Regions from separate parts of the Zea mays genome. Here region 1 is linked to region 2. Evidence: chromatin contacts called from public Hi-C data. All regions are on one chromosome and are shown on one strand. Each heading gives the region's core, a stretch centred on a gene start, on an enhancer-like site or on the middle of the called end of the contact. The rest is flanking DNA. Distances are from core to core; before and after follow the strand shown.

The links. A called contact is a pair of places that touch in the nucleus more often than the background predicts.
Region 1: a contact with region 2 is called in a Hi-C map of ear, with 2.8 times the contacts expected there. The contact joins the promoter of LOC100193865 here to the promoter of LOC103635268 in region 2. A contact is called at or near these places in 4 of 25 Hi-C or Micro-C datasets (ear, leaf and tassel).

Annotation. Positions count from the first base shown.
Region 1 is chr8:63,717,509-63,722,332 of Zm-B73-REFERENCE-NAM-5.0, reverse strand. It overlaps LOC100193865 (DUF1639 family protein), which reads right to left and starts at 2,879. Exons shown (of 5, transcript NM_001138945.1): 1 at 2,687-2,879; 2 at 1,131-1,389. The coding sequence starts at 1,378.
Region 2 is chr8:63,561,531-63,566,625 of Zm-B73-REFERENCE-NAM-5.0, reverse strand. It overlaps LOC103635268 (glucosamine inositolphosphorylceramide transferase 1), which reads right to left and starts at 1,618. Exons shown (of 4, transcript XM_020542424.2): 1 at 1,027-1,618; 2 at 779-901. The coding sequence starts at 1,296.

The DNA of each region.
Region 1 (4,824 bases), core at 1,630-4,129, 150 kb before region 2:
TGATTCACCTCCAATTTAGGGGAGAGGGGTAACATAGAAGGCAAAAGCTTCCACCTACTACCTATACCAACGCTTCGTACCGTCCAGGCACCAAGCTATGAATTCGAGGATGCAAAAGGAAGAGCAATAATGAGCAGGCCCTCACCATCCACTTATACGTGTGGTGGTGACTGATTCAAGATAAAATTGTTGTTTTCTTCGGAATCCAAAATTAGTCAACAAAATATAGTTGATATGATGTGACTAGAGTCCAAAGATAGCAACAGATGAAGGCAAAGAATACTCAGCCATCAAAATTTATCGTAATGCCGATAAGTCCCTTTTTTAAGAGAACACGGATAAGCTATTATTGACAGCAGTCTAGGAGTTCTTTCTTGTAATAGTTTCGGCGAAGCAAAATCACAAACCAGTCTGAGAAAACTGTACCAACAAAAGGGCACGTAAAAATTCATGTGATGCAGAAATCGAATTGGCACATAAGCTAGAAAATACTGAAAATTCAGAGAATAATAATAACTCCAAATACATTCAGCTGGATGGATCGAAGATGGCGATAAGGAGCCTGTTGGTCCTTAAACTAGCTTCTAATCTCAGTGTTCGCAACTGATATCAAGATTTCTGTTCTAAACACCGTCTTCTTTTAGCCTTCCAGGACCCCTTTTTTGGAAGAAAAAAAAACAGGCCTGATTTTAGCGATGCAAGTAAAAAACCAACAAATACTGAACTCGGCAGTACTGGGCACGGACTACTCCATACTACCAGAAAACTAGCAACTTCGGTATTATCAGTTCTTCATGAAAAAGACAGACCACATCTTCGAATTCGATGTACAAATCGAGTTCTTCAGGAAAAAAAGACAGACCACATCTTTGTCCACATTCATTCAAATTGAATTTCTCTTCAAATAAAAACCAAACCAGATCAGGTCTCTGCCTTTTTCTTGTCGACGCGGACGACATCACGTGACATCGAGTTGTTGCTTTACGAAATAACCCAAAAATGGGCACTAGTTTAACAAGTAGACATCAAAACAAAGCAATCATGCTGAGAGCCGGCACACGCAATGGGCACATCGACACCACGAAGGCACAAACGATAAAAAAGGAAACAAATTAGAGAAAGGCATAGACCTGAAAACACGGTGGTGGGTGTGGCCGTCTGGGTGGTGCTGGGCAGCTGTGGCCGCGGCGCGGCGCTGGCTGATGGCGGCTTTCTCGGCGGCCACGGTAGCGGCGGCCTCGACGTCACGGCGCTGCACCTTGACGCAGCGCAGGCGCTTCCGGTTGCCCCACTGTAACACCAGGTCGCGCTCGGCAGTGGTGCCGCCGCCGCCGCGCGAGGAGCCCCGGGTGTGGTAGTGATTCCTCGCCTCCTTCATTTCGCGACGAGCTGAAATTACATGTAGAGGAACTGAGGAAAGGATAAAATGCTGACAAAGTTTAGCTCATAACATATCAGGCCATCCAAAAAAAATCTCAAGATCCGAGGAGACATCATCTGCTTTAATTCTCTGCATAGATTGATGCAAAGCCACGCTAAGGAGGAGAAACTGAAAAGTAGAAGACCGATTGCAAGGGGACTGCAAGGGGACGAGCCATCGTCGAATTTCAGTTTGATTTTACCCTAAAAAGTATTTTGGAAACGGATAGTGATTCCACTGACCAATCAAATCCAGACATAAAACGGGATGATCACTAAAATCCAACTCGACTTTAACTGACTGATCACATATGGTGAGCTACTGGCTTTCTGATTCAACCGATGACAGATCATAAAAGGCTAAAAGAGATCGAATTGGAATAAAAATGTAATTAAGCTCAATTTAACTCATTAGCTCGAGAGTCACAAGTAAAATCGAAGGAAACAAGCAATCAATCAAATGTAAATCTGGACTCTTTGGCTTATTATACCCAATTTTGCGTTCTCGATAATTCAACAATCAAATGAAAAGGAATTTTTGAGAGAGCGACAACAACTTGTGACAAGAGCCAGAAAGACAAATCAAGCAAGGAAGGGAACAACTTCCTTGTGAAAGGGGAAGATACTGAAATGTACAGACTTGACGAATATGATACAGAAAGCCAACCGGGGAAGACGGAGGAGATCCAAGCCCAACCTAAACAACTTCAGACTCTGGTTCCTTCTCCGACCGAACAACCAAGGAACACCGAATGAAATTGGTAAACAGATTTCAACTTGAGGAGAAGCAGCAATGATTGTTCGGCAAATCGCTCGATCCGAATCACTAACCAACCAAGTCCCAATCACGGCAATCGCAAGTGAAGCAGCTCAGATTGCTTGATCACAGCAGAAACTGATTCAAGTCATGCCAAAATGTAGCTCCCGGAGAATCGAATCCAAATAATCCACTTGAGATATCCCCGCACTTACATGTGGGATCTCGCAGTCACAGAACCAGAGGAATCCCAACACAGGAAGAGGACTGAAAGTGGGAGAGAACCCAATCCCAGGAGAAAAGGGGATGGATTGTTCAGAACTTCAGATCAAATAACCACACATGAAAACCTTATACGTCGAGAATTTCAAACAAATCACAAAAAAGGGAACTTCCCACCATGGTGCGAGCCTCCAAACTCCAATCCGCGCCAAAATTACAACTGCAAGCAGCAACGACCGAGGAAAAGAGCAGAGAACCGCAGTTTAGCGGACTTGGAGCAGTACCTACCTTCAAAAACTGCGCGTCTGAGAGTCTCTGCGCCCAATTCACCTTCCTGCTCTGTTAATCCTCCGCTTCTCGTCTCATCTACAACACAGATCAAGCAGAGGAACGGATTCTTCCTTCAAGGCAAAGGTTTCGCGGTAAAAGGAAGCAGAGGAAATTCCGGACGCCCCCTCTCGTCCTCTCTTGATGCCTGGTGAGGAGAAAGAGCAAGAGGGAGAGGAAGAGGACCTTCGCATTTTATATGCCTTCTCCCCCGCTCCGCTCCGCTCCGCTCCGGACCCGTCGCGCACACCGGAGCTCGATCCTGTCGCGGCTGCGCCGGGCCATCTTCCACCGCTGATCTCACGGTAGAATGTCTCTCTTCATCCCTGCTGCCTGCTGGCCTGCTGGGAGCCTGGGACTGGGAGGTTGTCCGCCCCGGACAAGCGACTTTGGTGGGCCTTGGACCGGACTGGTGTCCAGTGGGCCAGCCCAATCGCTTGCTTTGACCATCTAAAAACACAACGACCGCGGCCCAGTTTTCTAATGAACCGTGAGGCAAAATTGCAAACGTTGGCTATCTCTAACAGTTCTTCTATTCCATTTTTATTTTGTCTCTTATTTTAAACTCCATTTTATAATTGTTTACCAAATCAGCGTTTTGTATGAATATGTACTCGATTTGCTGGCTACAATTTTACTCCACGTATAACAACTTACTCCACGTATAACAAATGGTGGGGGCATCGGTAGGGTGCGGGGATGGTATTGGATACCAAAAAACCAATGATTTTTTATCCTATTAGAACTTGAGTGTGGCTGAATATCTTTAGCCATGGTTATCTTTCAGGGGCGGATGCAAAGAGGAGCTGTCGGGGCTACAGCCCCGCCCGTCGCCGGTTAAAAATATAGTAGATCTTTAGACTAACCAATTATCTTACTATTGGAGATCAAAAGTGCCTCGCGTACGGTCCGTGGTGGTGGCGCGGACGGTCTGCGCATGCGCAGAGTCAGTTAGGGTTCCTAATTTCTCGCAGGATTTGTTACCTAAAACTGCGGGCTTAACTCGGAAATCAGTTTGAAGCGGATCCAGACGTCCCCCTTTATATAGATGAAGGGCTACGGCCGATTAAACCCCCAACAATCGATCAAATCAAGTCTATTTCTCGTTTTTACCTTATGCATTAGGAGTAGCTCTAGTTTAGTATTCTAATCTCCAAATTCTCCGCTTCTCTTTGGCTCTACAACGATTAGAAGAGTCTAGGTCGGTCTGCCCGAGCCTAGACATCACCTAGGATCTCTCCTCCCCGACGGGGTCCCTCCCGGGAGCGAGATCCAGGCGCCGCCGGCAACCTTTGCCGCCCCCTGCGCACGCGCGAACCGTCCAGCCCTAGGGCGTGGATCGTCCGACCCCTGGTCGCGGACCGTCCGCCCCTGTGCAGAGGGCACTGCCACGGTTCGTGTTGAGTGATTGGCGTCCGAAAAAGGTGTCAACATACTTTTGGCGACTCCGCTGGAGAAAGGTGTTTAGATCTACTAAAAATCAGACCCTCAAATGGCCGGTTCTAAAGATCACACCGATATCTCCCCGGACAATATCCTAAAGCCGACTGTTGATAACGACCGATGAGCAACAGCAATACGAGGACTACATGCGTCAAGCGAAGGAAAAATTCTTATCACAATACACGGTGGATCGCCACCAGAAAGTTGTCAAACATGGAGAGACCGACGTTGCATCTCTTCTATCTTCGCTTCAAGTCCCCAACGTAAGTAAACCTGACGACATCCAATCTATTAAACATTATGTAGATCATCAGCAGAATCAAATGAAACAACAAATTGAAGGGTTAGAAGAGTCAATTAGAAAATTAACGCGTATGTTGGAGAAGTCTGTTGCTCCTAATTTTCCATCATATGAGACTAGTAACAGGATATATATGTCTAATACATCGGCAACAAATGGGGATTTGCAGCCCCAACCATTATATGGTATGCTGATGAACTCATATCCAGGGCAAGTACCACCACTGTCATCCCTGCTTGGCAGATCGGCGTCCCTGAACACGGTCGGACCGTCCGAGCTTCTGCCCGGACCGTCCGCCCATACACAGACCGTCCGGCTTGCTCTGCCGGACAGTCTGGGGCCGCCCTAGGACCGC
Region 2 (5,095 bases), core at 369-2,868:
GAGAGCTAGCAGGCGAAAATGCAAGCCTGGAAAATAGTATCTCAACTTAAGAATGCTACTCATTGGACAAAACCTAGCAAATAATTATCAAGAATGCATTTAGTCTGATAAATAGCATTTGTAGAAACTTTCTCCTCCTGCGTGGTTATACATATTCTACCAAGGAAAGATGTTATTGACAAGTAGATAGTGGAAGTGGTACCTGTTTACAGATCAACTTCTAGATTAATGGTTTCAAGCTTCCTATGTACCTAAGCAAAGCACATTTCGGTGTCTATCTCAACTAGATCTGAATCCTTTCATGAACTAAAACTCCCTGGGTACTATCTTATCATAGGATATTAGTTCATCCCAAACCATGCTTACATACTAGTAGTATACTGCACATCATAGAGTAGCAGCCACTACATGGTGGGCCTAACTTTGTATGCCTCAACTGAGACAAGGCAGTTACAAATTTTTTTTCACACGCTAGTAAGACACTGTCAATGGTATTCAGGCAATCAGCCAAACAGCATTATCTGTTATGTGCCTGACTAATCTGTGTCCTCTTAAGTATCCAAAAACCAAACACTAAACCCTCAAGCCCTGCGTGGGTGCTGAATTGTCGAATACAGCGACATCACCAATTCAGTAAGCGAGCCTGAATTTATTATTTTTCTCACTGATTTGCTCCCATAGCTTAGGCAATTTGCAAACCATCCCTACATCTACGCGAAGCAGAGTTCCACCCCGGGGAGGAGCGGCAGAACAAGCAGCAGCAGTGCCTCTGCCTCACCTCGACGTAGAGGAACGGGTCGGCGACAAAGTTGCTCGGGTACCCCGCCTCCGTCGCAGTCCCGCAGGTCAGGACGGGGTTCGCCACCGGCCACGCCGAGCTGTTGCCATTGCTCCTCCCTTCCTGGCCACCAAAATTACACCCCAGACAAGAGTAAGCACTCGAGGCGTCAACCTACTCACACACCACAACGACGCACGAAAGGAGCTGTTTTTAAGCTGAGCGGTGAGCGCCGCACGCCGCCTCACCAGCTCGATGGGACGGAGCGCGAGGGGGCTGCTGCCGTAGAACATGCCGACCGCCCACGACCCCTCGCCGTCGGGGCGGCACCCGACGGCGCCCGAGTCGGGGAGCCGGAACGACGAGACCACCAACCAGAAGTAGAACCCTCCGACGAGCGCCGCCGTGGCCGCCGTGGCCAGCAGGAACGAGGCGGCCGGCGGCCGCGCGGCCGCCGTGCGCACGCCGCTGCTCGGTGGTCTCATCGCGCCTCCTCGCCGCGCAGCCTGGCTAGCCATGCCCCGACGACGCCCGCCACCGGCCGTAGCATCGACCGCCCGATCGGATCCCGGGCTGCCTCTGCCCCTCTCTCTCTCTCTGTATGTTTGTCTGTCTCCCCAAGTCCGCCCGCAGCCCGCCGAGCTGGATCAGCTTGACTAGGCAATTATTTAAGCGAGAAAAAGCGAGGCGGCAGCGGCCGGCAGAGGATTAGCGGGCAATTAACGGGCGATTAATTAATCAATATATCGGGCAGCGAGCCAGAGCCTCCTCGCGGTCCTAGTGGCGACCTGCTTTGCCGGGGAGGTGAGGCGCGACGGCTGACGACCAAAGCGGACGGACGGCAGGGGGTCATTTGGATGCCGCGCTACTGCTTCGACCAAAGGAGTGAGGGGTTTTCGGTGGTGACGGCATGTTTGACAGGATGCAGCACGGTCTTCGATTTCCGAATTTGTCTTCGCTATTTCAAACATCTTTGATTTTTTTCCCAGAGTTTGATAATGACTTTTGTCCAAGAAAGTGATATAACGTGGGCATCCGTCCCTCCGGACTCCGGACTCCGGGCTCGCCCGCAAGCAAGCGCGGCCTCCTCCGCGCGTCCCGTCCGCGGGACTGCGGGAGCTCCGTCGTTGCGCTATTTCAATTATTTCAACGGCTGATGTGATATAAACTAAACTTTAATTAGATAACATATTCGCTTAGTTTTAATTTGTATCGACTTTTAATGTTTCTACATTATTTTTGTTTCTCTAGAGTCAAAACAGCCGCCTTTACGAGGACGGTGGACTACCTGGCAGTAGAGATAGTTTGTCCGGCGGCAAATTCGATGATAGGGCGCGGCCAGCGAGCGAGGAAAGAGTGACAACCGGTACACGGTGTCAACTGTCGACGGCGGGAACGAAAGTGGAAGTTTAGGTCACCGGCGGACTGGGATTAGGAAAGGATCGGCAAACAGCAGCGGGGATGGACGGCCGGTGGTGAGGTCGCCAGCGAGCGAGCATCGAGCAAGGTGAACGAGAAAGAACTGTGTCCAGACACTAGCATTTGTTCGGACGCTAGTACGGCCGTTTTGTGCTAATGATGTGACCGCTCTATTTCTACTACCACACAAATTTCAGACCAGATTTTACCCGGTTAAATACTTCGATCTTTGGTTGTCGTTGCCATGATTTTCTGTAGCTTCCGGGACATGCCCAAAATGCTTCGGCTGCTTTCCCGTCATCAAAACTTCCGCACTTTAGCAATCAATTTACCCTTTGTAACACTATAAAAATCATTAAATAAAAATAGTGCATTTAGTTAATAATGATATTTATGATAATTAATTTTCTTTTAAGTATTCGTTATTTATTTGCCTTTAGAATGATTTTTTATGCTCATGATTAATTTTGAATATTAAATATCATTTCTTCTTAAATTTAAATTTACATAAATAATATAATAAATATTAGTCTAAGAATTAATATTTTATTTATAAATAATTTTGGTTTGATTATTATGAATTTTATGATTATTTGAATAGGTATTTCGAAATTAGAAAAGAAAAAAAAGAGAAAAAAAACAAAACCCTAATCCTAATCAGCCCACTAGGGGCCCAACTAGAAGGAGTTGTCGCCCCTAACCCTAGCCTCCTCTCCCTGGCAGCCGCCGCCACCCCCTGGCCCCACCTTCTCTCTTCCTCCCTCTCTTCTCTGCTTGCCCGCGCGCGCCGCCCAGGACCCGGCCTCGGCACCCCGCGCCACCCGCGTGCACCCGAGCGCCCCTGCCCCACGCCCGTGGAGCAGCGCCCCACGCCCAGCCACAGGACCGAAGCCATCGGTGCCCCGCGCAGCCGACCGCCAGGACACCGACCGGCGCCCTGCCCCGACGCTGCCGACGTCGCGCCCATGGAACCTGCGCAGCCGTGCGCGACCCAGACCCCGATGAGCAGCCGCCTGCGCCGAGTCCCGCCCGCGTCCGAAGTCCAAGCGACCCCGCCGACCGTTCGTCTTTGAGTTATTGGAGATTCAACTCGTATGTTTCTCCCTCCATTCAAGCTCCTTGAACGCCATTAATGGCTTTGAAGCCGACCGGCACCGTTACCCCCTCCCCTCGGCGTCTCTCTCTCCCTCCCGCTCTCTATAAAAACCCAGCCACGCCATGGAGCTCTCCCTCCCCAGCCAAGCCTCCTCCCTTCCTCCCCCAAGTTCTCCCTCGCTCCTCACATTCGCGTCCTGCTCTTTGGACCACGCCGGACTGCCTCGCCGGAACCTCGCTAGTGTCAACGCCACCGCACCAGAGCCCGCGCAGCACCCCGTCAAGAACCCCTGCCCATGCGCAGCAGCACCACCGCTCGCCGTCGTGCCTCGCCGGAGTTCGTCCACGTCGTTCACCATCCGTGGAACCTCACCGGAGATATGCCCGAACACTCACCGACGATCGCGCCGTTCCCTGCCCGTCGAACCCCGCTCGTCGACGTTCATCCCTGCGCATGAGCGAACCCAAGGTTGAAGACAACCCCAACCCGTTAATTTATTGTCTAAATCATGTGTTGAATTAATATATGAATTTGTGAATAATCGTTGTAATATTATGCGACTTGGCGATTCATGTATGATTTTAGAGATTCCGATGTATACGTGCAACCAAAATCGAACCCCGCGACAATATTTAAATATACGTATGATTTTATAATTCTAAAAATGAACACGGTCACTATTCACTACGTCAGTGATTTTCATACTAAAAATGTTTATAATTAAATTTCGCTTTAGTGGTGGAGCGATAATCGGTTAGTATTGATATAAGTATAATTTTAGTGATATAAGAAATTGAAAAAGGAATTTAATCTACGTATTTTCGATCGAATGAAAATATATAGATTTTACTATTCATAATAAATGTATTCATAAGTATAGCACTTAATTACTTAGAATTAGTAAGATATTTATCTATGTCATAATAACCATGAATATGCTATTAAAAGTCTCATTTAGTAATATACAATTAATTCTTAGTATATTAATGTTAGAATAATTATAAATAAACAATTTTTAGTTATACGTATAAATTCTATTTAGAAAAGAAAGAAGAAAACTGAAAGGATAGAATGTTATAATAATGTTATAATAATGTTAAAATAACTTAATTAATCACTTATGCTTTTTTAATAAAGAAAATGATAGTTATGTTGTTAAGCATAGGTTTCTTACTAATAAAATAGATAATATGTTTCTAACTTTAAAATGACCTTTTTAATAGATATCATGTTTTTAAGGTTCGTTATAGATGTTTAAGTATAGCCGTATTAAATAGGAATTTAAAAATAGAGTTTTCTAACGATGCTAAAATGATAGAATTGATGTTTATATCTTTAAAATAATGACCTATCGGTTTGAATGTAGTTTTCTCAATAAATATAGATTTAATGTTTTCTTAATAGAATGATAATCATTTATTATCCCTTCACATAAAACTCATTTAGTCTCATATTTAAGTACTCATAATTATATGCTTTACAATAGTAATGTGTCATATAACTTTTCTAAAAATGATATAATGACTTAATTAAGTGCTCACACCGTCATAACTAAAATGATAGTTAATAATATACCAATAAATATAGTATTCATTTTAATTATCTAGATCATTTGTTCCTACAATAGAATTAGATATAATTAATACATTAATTATCCTTTATCATAATTTATTAATCAAACTTATAGTCAATTTGTTCTTAATTAGATTTATGGCGTGATTAATGATTTTATAAAATTTAGTCCACATTATATATGAATCACTTAGCTTTTCCTAAAGGATAAAATCTCTACTATTCCTTAA